Regions from separate parts of the Mus musculus genome. Here regions 2 and 3 are each linked to region 1. Evidence: chromatin contacts called from public Hi-C data. All regions are on one chromosome and are shown on one strand. Each heading gives the region's core, a stretch centred on a gene start, on an enhancer-like site or on the middle of the called end of the contact. The rest is flanking DNA. Distances are from core to core; before and after follow the strand shown.

Region 1 (3,541 bases), core at 811-3,310:
CTCCATAAAAAGATAACTCAGGTGGCCACTGGTTTACAAGCTCAAATGCCACCTCCTTAACTTTCCAGAACAGAGCTATCATTTCCCACTGCTCATGCCCTGTTTACCCCACTGAAAGGATTTTGACCCACAGGAGACTGCCTAGTGGACAGAGATAGCTGGCCCTGGCAAGGGAAATCCCTGCAAGCGCAATGTGGTTGTCTGTACTGGTACTGTGGTGTCTCGAGTCTGGTTATGATAAACATGACCACTGAAATGAAATGAAATGCTTCCTTTGCAAACTGGGATGCTTGTTGTCATTCATTCATTCATTCACTCATCCTTTGTGGTGATTATTAATGGCTTCTCTTAGGGAAGTGTGCCACTAACTTCCTGAACTTCTGTTGCAGGCTTCTCCCTTCTTCTGCCAAAGCTTGGTCATCTTGCTATGTCACAAAATGCTGGCATCACAAAGGTGAACTTTAGTAGACCAGGATTTCTTCATTTAGATGAAATAGCAAACAACCCTCGAAGCCACAACGAAAAAACCTGATAAGAAGACACTCACGTCTCACAGTAGCCTGCTTGAATCAAATGTTGGATGGTAGTACTGAATAAACTATACCTTACTTAAAAAATGTTAGTTACATGTATTTTATATGTGGGAGGGGAGGGTGGTATAAGAAGCTAGCTTGTGGCAGTTGGTTCTTTCAATCTATCACATAGGTCCTAGCGACTAAGTGTAGGCTGTCTGGGTGGCAGGCCCTTCACCCTTTTCTTCACTTGCTGGCCTGGCACTGATTTCGTTCTTAGGAACAGTGAGCACGCTCTGCTTTGCCGGAGGATGGAGAGCGGGTGGAGAGGCACACGTGCCCGGCCGGACCTTCCGTTAAAGTGACTCACACTGCAAGAAAGTTTGAAAAAGCTTCTCGAGTTTCATATTTTGGCATAAATTTCCATATGATTCATTAAAGTAAGAAAGAGTGGGAAAAATTATCAGTCTTGCACAGAATACTTTTAAAACACACACACACACACACACACACACACACACACACACACACTGTGAGAGATTTGCAAAACGTCCAGTCTGGGTCACTGGAGACCCGTGGACAACTGGCTTCTGTGTTCCCATTTGGGTCTGACTCACTATGGCAATGTCACTCATCAGGAAGGCGCAGAAGACAGACAACAGCTGGGAGGCATTCTCTCTGTGCACAGAGTTCAGGGACACACAGCGAGCTGAGCGGACCATCTAGTGCTTGGGCGCAAGAGCCTGCCCTCCCTCACATCAGCCCTGAACCTCAACTCTCTGAGGTTGCAGCAGATGTTAAAAACTAAAGTTGAAACCTTTAAGCTGTAATGAAGGAGTTCACAGGGCTTGTAATCCCAGTACCCCACCCCATCCTCCCTCGATCCTGCTGAAAGTCTTCAAATGGTCCTCGGCACTAACGCTGCGCAGCCAGCGCGATCCTGCTCAAAGTCTTCAAATGGTCCTCGGCACTAACGCTGCGCAGCCAGCGCGTGTTGAGCACACTGATCTGCCCATGATTCCCCTCGGCTGCTGTAAAACAATCTCACTCCCCCGGCGAGTGCGGGCTGCGGCAACAATGCGGTTATTGACTTGTTGCTCTGGCTCTAGTTAGTTATTACCCTTGGGGCCACAATCAATAGACTTTGCACCAAGTCTGCCTTATAAATCCCAGGCTCTCACTGGAGGCTTGCCAAGGAATGGCAAGAAAAATCTATGGCAGGGAAACACTTAGAGAGCAGAGACTGAGAGAGCCACACTGACAGCTGTATAAATTAATTAACAAGGAACTGTTTATTCTCCCAGATCACGTGACACATTTGCCACCAGTGAAGAAGGCATGGATAGATTCGGAAAGTTATCCGGTGATATTTAAAACCCACAAATTGAGCCGCATGTACAAGAAAGACCGGCGCTCTGTGTAACTGTTTCTGCCTTTATCCTGTTTTAATTACTCTGCTCAAATTTGCCGCCTTTGCACTAGTTCTGACCAGCCTTTTGTTCCCAGTTTGTCTGCACTGGTGTGGTTTGCCTTGATAACAACCTAAGCTCGGGGCTGAAACAGTCAACATGGTGAAAATAAGGTGTTGATCATTAACCTCATGGGGCTTGGGCTTCCTTCGATCCTCATATCCTTCAGGTACCTCAGCAACGGAGGGGATGACTTTACAGAGAGAAGTTCTGAGGGGCTGGGGGAAGAACTCTGGGCTGAGATCATGCATGGCTGTGTTCTAGGGCAGTTCTTTATTTAAGTAAACCATACATAGATCTGGTGGCAAGGGGACCAGTGTTACACTGTCTTATGTCACCTTAAACTATGCTTCGTAGCCCACAGACAAAACCATTGTTTTACATGGGAATAGATCAAGACAACCCTTAGAGCCTGTGTGCGCACACACACACACACACATACACACACACACACACACATATTAAAAAATAAAATTGAAGGTAGTGCTATTAGAAAAGCAATCTTCAAATCCAGTTGTAGGACCCCCTCCGCACTCTCCTGCCAGATGACCAGCATTTGCTGAGTGCATGTTAAGGACAAGACAGTCGAATAGTCCTGGCTGACTGGGACACAGCCAGCATCATTCCCATGGGTGGAAAGCTCATTTCCTTGTTTTGGTCTAGCCTGGGCTATGCCAGCCTTGTTGCATGGTAACACACTCCTGTGAACACAGAAGGGCACCACAATCCGCATAAACATACTCTATCAATTTGATGGGTCCTCAGGTTCAGGGGAGTCCTATACATAACACATGAAACTCATTTGCTTGTGGGACTTCTAATTGTGTTGTTTCAATAATTTATGACCTCTTATAAATGGTTTCCAGGCAATAAGATTTAATTGACTCACGACACTTCCAGGTACTTCCTATGAATCAGATCAACTGTGTCACTTGAAAAATGGAAGAACTTGACACCATTGCCTGGAACTTATTTCTAAGTCTGCTCACTGCAAGTGTTTGCCCTCAGATGGACTTGGGCTCCCAGGCACAGTATGGCTCTTGGCTTGGCAACCGTGGTTACCACAGGACTTGGCCTTTGCTATGTCTATGCCTCTCTCATTTTGAGAACTGAAGTATTGGTTGATGCCACCGGGCCTTGTCTTAGTCATCTGAGGATAAAGTCAGTTCTCTCTTCTTTCTAACTTCTGCTCCAAGGCCAGGAGATGGCAGGGGCGTAAGAGACAGACGTTAGTTATACTGCCCCACTGATGGTTAGATAATCTCCTGAACACATCTGGGCGCTGTAGAATCACATGCTCTGAGCTCCCGTCGCATGGAAACGATTAATGTTGGAAGAGGCGGAATGCTTACTACCCTGAATTCATTATTACACATCGCACACATGTAATGAATGATCAGACCACACTCCATGGAGATGCTCAAATGTTACGCCTCAGCTGAGAAAGGGAAAAAACACTTTACGCCAAGGATGACATCTGGGAGCTGCTGGGAGATTATGACCCAGCCAGTTCTGTCCTTGTTGCTCCATGTCCTGTTAGACAATGGCCACATGAACCCA
Region 2 (3,211 bases), core at 659-3,158, 170 kb before region 1:
TATATTGGGGACTTTTTGGAGAAGTGGGTAGTTTAAATTTCTCTAAATAGTCTACATACGCCTCTGGACAAAAGCTTTGTGAGGAATAAGCCAAGCGTAGGCCATGCACTCTGAGGTAGATCGTCCCCTGATGACAAGGCAATCCTCCATTCATGCCACTGGATTTATGAGGGCAGCAGGTCTGAGTCAAGCATTCCTCAGAACCCTCTGTCCAGGCACCCGGAGTCCTCCTTGCAGTCTGCAAGTCCAATCCAATCCGGAAGGAAAAAAGAAATCTCCAAAACAAAAGGAAAAAGAAAGTAAGCCCCTCCTATTAGTGGGGCTTCATCTCTCCTCCCAAAATATAACAAGGCTGCAGGCTTCCAAGGACACCACTGGAAAGCCAACACTGCAGAGCAATGTAATGCAAAACCCAGGGGACTGCCCTCAATATGCAATATACACTTCCACAAAACCTGTGGAAGTAGGGAGGGCAAGATGGCTCAGCAGGTAAGGATGCCCATTACCAACACTAACTACCTCAGTTCCATCCTATAACCCACGCAGCACACGGAGAGAACGGACTCAAACAAGCTGTCCTCTGATCCACACATACATGTCATGGTGTGTGTGCCAGCGAGCACACACACATGCATGCCCACATAGTAAATGCGATGTTATTACAGTTATTAAAGGAAAACTTAACAATGAAACTTTAAAATAATACAAAGTAAATCAAATCCATCCATAGTCATACAATTAAACAAATACCCAAGACGGGCAAGCCAGGGGTGACCACAGGATGGAAATTGCCATAAAGGTCCTTACTCTATGCCCTCAGGAGCTCAGGTGTCTGGCTGAGAAAGCCCCTCCCTTGGTTCAATGATTTCATTTACATAATTAGTAAAGCACCTATCATCCAATAGATGTTTAAAATAAGCTATTTAAAATAGCTGTTAAATAAGCAGGACTTTTCAAATGTCTTCATACATTCATCATATACGTTTCTCACAACAGAATGCCCCTTTAACTTTCCAATAGAGAATTAAATATTCCACCACATATATAAGCTTGCTCTCTCCTGACATGATCTTCTCTCTCTCTCTCTCTCTCTCTCTCTCTCTCTCTGTCTCTCTCTCTCTGTCTCTCTCTGTCTCTCTCATCCATTGCTCTCTGGGAAGAACACTTTCCTAGGTCTCTCCTCACAAGGTCAGAAGAGCCCGTGAGGGTATCCGGCTAGAAGCGCGTCAGAACCTCCCAGTCCTCTGTGAGTTGGACTGTCAGTAGCATCCAGGAAAAGCAGATCCCCTTTCTGCTTCGTATATTTTCCTCATTGGTTCATTTACACAGTACCGTTCCCCGGGGCCCTGAGTACATCTTTTTGTCATTCTGGGTTTCCCCGCCATTAGTGTAGGCCGACACGCAGCTGCCTCACAAGAGTGGCCACAGCCCAGCACATCACGTTTTGCCCACGGTCACCCCTTTGACGAATGTTCACCAACACTCATACATCATTCCCAAATTGGTCCAAATGAATTAAACACAGCTCTGCTTAACATTACGAGATTTAAATGGATTTTCTCTCTACAGGTCTGCCCCATAATTGGGTTTATCCATCTTGTTGAAGTCCAGTTTACACTTGCTAACATCACGCCAATTCAAGCTACATTTTCTGCTCCAGTGACAGGAGCAAGGCAGATTTGTCATCGGATCATAACAGGTAATTCAAACAACAATTAGTTTGATGACGGCCCGTATGTCAATGTCTGCTCCCCGCAGCCTGGCTCACACCCGATGCTCTCTGCTCCTCAAGATGAATTGTCCTGGCGATTCTTCAATTTCAATCATCAACAATGCTTACTGGATCAACTAAGAAACAACTGACACAGGGCTGTCTTCCCTGCAGGGCAGTGGGAAGAGTCTCCCAGTGCCCCTTGGAAGGAAAACCACCACAGACATCCATCTTCAAGTCTTGGAAATTGTCCAGCTTTCCACCAGGGTCATTTATTTATTCTGGGGCTCCATCTCAACCTCAAAAGCTCAGAGAGGCACAGAGCTTAAGAGCAGAAGGAATGGGCTATGTGGCTTATGCACCCATCAGTAGTGAGGCCCTCTGAGCAAATGACTGATAGCTGTCAAAGCCTTAAGAAGTGGTATGACCCCACGGACATCAGTACTTATCATCTTAATACTCGGTGAAGTACTTAACCCTTGAAACTCCTGTCTGCCTACTACAGCGCCAACCAAGAGGATAGGAATATGAGTAAAACACCATCCCAGCCCTAAGGAAGACCCTGCATGTCACAGAGGTGAGGCAGAACCTGTACGTGACATAAGACATAAAAGAAAAGGTTAAGAGAGTTTTTAAATGACCAGTTAACCGCCACGTTCTGAAAACCAGTCAAACACAACACAGCCTAGCCACGGTACTCACTCAAGCCACGGAACCCACGGCCATTAAGGCCACACACATTAGCACTGAGGACAGCCAAAAATCAAACATCAAACTTGAAAACTCAGGAAAGAACATCAACTAGACAGAGGGGTTGAATATCCCTACTCAAATTATTCAGTAGAAGTCAAGAAACACATTACTATCGGCTTTCCAAGTTCTAAAGGGGTTATTATTTAAAAATCTGAAATAGCACTCCATTACCAGTTCCAAAACACACTGACCTACCCCATATGTTATATGTGTTACCCCATATGTGATATGCATTACCACATGTTATATGTGTTACCCCATATGTGATATGCATTACCACATATATCTCACTCAGGTTGTTTCCTTTTTGCTCAGCTAGATATGGTTCGGTCCGTTTGGTTGATTAAATGGTTTGCCAATCTGTCTGTGACAGGAACTTATGTAGGTCAGGCTGATCCTGAATTCACTTGGTAGCCAAGGATGACCTCCATCTTCTGAGTGCTGGGATTACATTGCAGTTTATACAGGCAGTTGGTACAGCGCTATGATTGAGCCCAGTGTCCATGCATGCTAGGCAAGCACTCTAATTAGCGCGTTACCTTCTCACAAATTCCATGAAGTATTTAACCCCTCACGCCTCCTGTCCGCCTACTACAGCTCCAACTATAAGGATACGAATAGGAGCAAAACACAACAACCCCAGCCCTTAGGAAGACCCTGCATGTCAGAGTTGAGGCACAGCCTTCATGTGACATAAGACAAACGTCAACAGTAACAAACAGAACTCATAAATCTGCCATCGCAGAT
Region 3 (3,746 bases), core at 1,019-3,518, 250 kb after region 1:
ATGGAAGCAGGCAACCTTGGGAGATAGGAAGTTAGGGGACCCTCCAGAATACACCAGAGACCTGGGAGGTGAGAGACTCTCAGGACTCAAACGAAGGGACCTTAGATGAAATGACAGACAGTAGAGAGAGGGAACTTATAGAGCCTGCCTCCAGCAGGAAGACAGGACATCAAATGAGGGATGGGGTTGCCATCCCACAGTCACAATTCTGACACATAATTGTTCCTGTCTGAAAGAATTACAGGGATGGAAATGGAGAGGAGCCTGAGGAAAAGAACGTCCAGCAACAGACCCAAAGTGGGATCCAGCTCAAGGGAAGGTCCCAAGGCCTCACACTATTACTGAGGCTATGGAGCACTCACAAAAAGGGACCTATCATGACTGCCCCCTGAAAGACCCAACAAGCAGCTGAAAGAGTCAGATACAGATATTCACGCCCAATGGACAGAAGCAGCTGACCCCTGCTGTTGAATTAGGGAAGCTGAAAGAACCTGAGGAAAGGGCGATCCTGTTGGAGGCACCAGCAGTTTCAATTAATCTGGACCCCCAAGATCTCTCAAACACTGGACCACCAAACAGACAACATACACCAGCTGATATGAGGCCCCCAACACACATACAGCAGAGGACTTCCAGGTCTGTGTTCATTCAGAGATGATGCACCTAACCCTCAAGAGACTGGAGGCCCCAGGGAGTTTAGAGGTCAGGTGGGGTGGGGGGTATAGGGGCATCCACATGGAGACAGGGGGTGGGGATTGGGAGGAGGTGTGGAATGGGGAGCAGTCAGGGGGTGGATGTGGGGGTGGGGAATGGAATATGGAGTGTAAAAAATAAATTAATCTAAAAATAAAAGAAATAATTAAACTTGGAAATGAAGTTTAAAGATACCTGCAATGCAAAACTCACATCGTCTTCTGCACAGAAAGGTTAAACTGAGAGCTGTTATGCTGTCGGTGCTGTCTACAAGAGTGTACAAATAATACCCAAAGTTGTCACCTGTACACTTATACCAAGGAGCTTAGGAAACTGTCCGTACAGTTTAAGACTCTAAGTGGCCCCTTTTATCAGATAGGAATATAGCATGTTTAACTTATTGGTTTGGTCTTAATATAAAACTTTGAAAATTATATGTCACTGTAAGTATTAATACAGTTGACAAGGACCTCAGAAAATGTCAAAAAGTCATTGACATGGCTGTATTTCTCAGCTCTTCTCTGGCAATGAACATGTCACGTTATTTCCTACCTGTGACTTTTCTAAGAACTTAGATTCAGTGGAGCATTACAGAAACTTCATTCTTTTTAAAGTGCTTCTTAGATTTCTTAATTGTATTATTTATGTTGTAAATATTTTGCCTGCACGTATGTGTGAAAATGCTTAGTACCTACATAGGTCAGAAGAGGGCACTGGATCCCTTGGAACTGAAGCTGTGGGTGGCTGTGAACCACCACATGGGTATTAGGAATCGAACCTGTGTCCTCTCCAAGAGTAACAGGTGCTCTCAACTCCTGAATCATCTTTCCAGCTCCGACCGTCATATTATTTCCCTGGTCTGAAAAACTTAAAAGCAATCAGTAGGGAGGAAACACCCATTGTAACACAATGTCTTGTTTTGTTCCACTACTGTTTAATAGAAATCGTGTTCAAAGGGCAACTCAAGCTAGATATGATCTCCTGACTGGAAATCTTAGCCGTCCCCTTGTTTGTACCTGTCACTGGCTGGCTGGTTAATCACGGGCTGCACCACCCACACTGCACCACTGGTTATTCATTGCTTACTAAGTGACGGTAAGACACAGAGCAGGAGGCGCAGTCTTGTTGTGAAGACCCCAAAACTGTTCGGAGTAATAAGACATAAGTGAGTGAAAGGTAGACCCATCTAGGCTGGCACAGGAACGGCCTGTGAGTTAGCACAGGTTACAGATATAAGAATCAAGGTGAATGAAGACCTAAGAAAATCTATCATGACAGGAAAGAGAATTAGAAACGACTCCACAAAGGAGGTGAATAATGGTCTAGGGATTGTGAAAATGGAGACATATCAATATGAGATTAATAGATTAAGTTGAGCCAAAGGTTCCAAAGCATACTAATTATCTAAACGAATGCAGAGCAGTGCCAAAGCTACAGGAAAACTACCAGCAACCTTGAAAGACCAAGCACTCCACTGTCGGCACTGTTAGGCATGGAGCTCGCTGCCCTTACAGAGCATGGAGATTGGCCCTGCATCTGAGCTGAAGACACAGAGGGACAGTGAAGTGCCCAGCAGCACTCAGCTGATTCACAGCCAGAACGCCAGTGTCCGTCCACAGTGTCACACTGCCTCTCGTGGCTCACGGCTTGTATGAAATAAACACAGGCTGGTTAAGGGTTATCTTTCAACTCTATAGCCTGGCTCTAAGAGAGTCATAGATAGATGCTACAGAGAGGGAGGACTTCATACTTTAAAGCCCACTAAGAAACATCCGGAATATCCACGGTCCTTCTTCTGCTGGTCACAACTGCAGGCAAAGGTTGCCTGCTGGCAGAGACTTGGGTATTGGTAAACACTGCACACGGCACAGCACAGCACCGCCCTCCAGAAAGAACGGTCGACTCAAAGTCTCAACAGGCCTGAGGTTGAGGAGCTAAACTCAAGAGAATGTCTATTACTACAGGTGAGAGAGAGAGAGAGAGAGAGAGAGAGAGAGATCAATCGATCATGCCTCTTTCTGCCCTGAAAGAGAACCATCCTAGACCTACCAAAGCATTAGGCACCCAGGCAGGAATGCATTCAATATCCAGTTTACAGGACAGAGTACAAGCCAACAGCTGAGCTAGCCTTCCCCACCAGGTAGGTCTGACTGTCCATCTGCACGTGACAGTGGTGCTGAGGGAGACTGAGTCTTTATACCTTTTTTTTTTTTTTTGAGAACTGATAAAATTCTTTAGGCAAATTTGTACCTAATGACAACACCCATCCATACTTGGAGAAAATTCTTAAAGCTGCATGGATCCCATGAGGCCCAGGAAACATGAGCTAGAGCAAGAGCAGGCAGGCTGCCAAACATACACCGACACACCGGCACCCCAGGCTGGGGTTATGGCATGCTCACTCTATGAACGCTATCCTCTTCTCTAAGGCCCCTGCACAGAGTCCTACTGTGTTCCTCAATTCTCCCACCTATGATTGGCACCTCTTGCCACTTGCCTGTAACAGTTGCCGGGCCCCATTCATGACAGAACTGGAAAAGACAAAATGTCTTGATTTGCTGGCTGGGTAAGGAGGATGCAGAAGGACGCTACACTTTAGTTCAGAATTTGAGATGTTACCTATGGAAAGAGGTTTTGCAGAGACAGTGTGAAAAGCAAATCCAGTTTCCAAAGACCCCATCCAGAGCACCAGGCAGCCAGCTTCTAGCAGCCTTGTGCTCAGGAAGATGCTCTGAGATGCAGGGCACACTTCTGACTATGCTATATTTATAAACTGCTCAGGGAGAAAAGTCAACTTTTAATGCAAAGAGAATATCCTTGGATGGATTTGGTCTTGGAAATTTCTCTATGAAAATGCCACACCACGGTGTATTTTAACATCAGTGTGAGCCACACTGCCATCTATGGCCACTTCCCACTTCACTTCAGTCAGAAAGCCCGGCTTTGCTTTCTGACAGTTTCTGAACACTGCCAGAAGACAGGAAACCCTTTCAGGTAGGAAATATACTAGCAATGATCCCCACACCCCCAAGTGTGTCTTTCTGACTTTCTAC

What was found. Hi-C and Micro-C count contacts between places; a contact is called where the count stands out from the background.
Region 2: a contact with region 1 is called in a Hi-C map of the N1E-115 cell line, with 2.2 times the contacts expected there. The contact joins two enhancer-like sites. A contact is called at or near these places in 2 of 484 Hi-C or Micro-C datasets (the N1E-115 cell line and bone marrow-derived macrophages) and 5 of 115 datasets of contacts at active chromatin or transcription factors (craniofacial prominence, embryonic limb bud, extraembryonic endoderm stem cells and 2 more).
Region 3: a contact with region 1 is called in a Hi-C map of the N1E-115 cell line, with 3 times the contacts expected there. The contact joins two enhancer-like sites. A contact is called at or near these places in 1 of 39 promoter capture datasets (the 3T3-L1 cell line) and 4 of 484 Hi-C or Micro-C datasets (the N1E-115 cell line, embryonic stem cells, liver and 1 more).

The regions. Positions count from the first base shown.
Region 1 is chr19:55,591,555-55,595,095 of GRCm38.p6, reverse strand. All of the region lies in intron 7 of Vti1a (vesicle transport through interaction with t-SNAREs 1A), which reads right to left. Among named protein-coding and RNA genes, the nearest start is that of Gm41871, 110 kb to the left of the region's middle. Within about 2 kb of position 2,060, at least 80 of the 459 cell types and tissues checked have an H3K27ac peak or open chromatin away from gene starts, as enhancers often do. A contact at or near this core is called in the N1E-115 cell line and liver, where this site is marked.
Region 2 is chr19:55,764,253-55,767,463 of GRCm38.p6, reverse strand. The region is part of intron 4 of Tcf7l2 (transcription factor 7 like 2, T cell specific, HMG box); the gene reads right to left. Among named protein-coding and RNA genes, the nearest start is that of Gm31734, 23 kb to the right of the region's middle. Within about 2 kb of position 1,908, at least 2 of the 459 cell types and tissues checked have an H3K27ac peak or open chromatin away from gene starts, as enhancers often do. A contact at or near this core is called in the N1E-115 cell line, where this site is marked.
Region 3 is chr19:55,341,428-55,345,173 of GRCm38.p6, reverse strand. The region is part of intron 3 of Vti1a (vesicle transport through interaction with t-SNAREs 1A); the gene reads right to left. Among named protein-coding and RNA genes, the nearest start is that of Vti1a, 27 kb to the right of the region's middle. Within about 2 kb of position 2,268, at least 18 of the 459 cell types and tissues checked have an H3K27ac peak or open chromatin away from gene starts, as enhancers often do. A contact at or near this core is called in the N1E-115 cell line and liver, where this site is marked.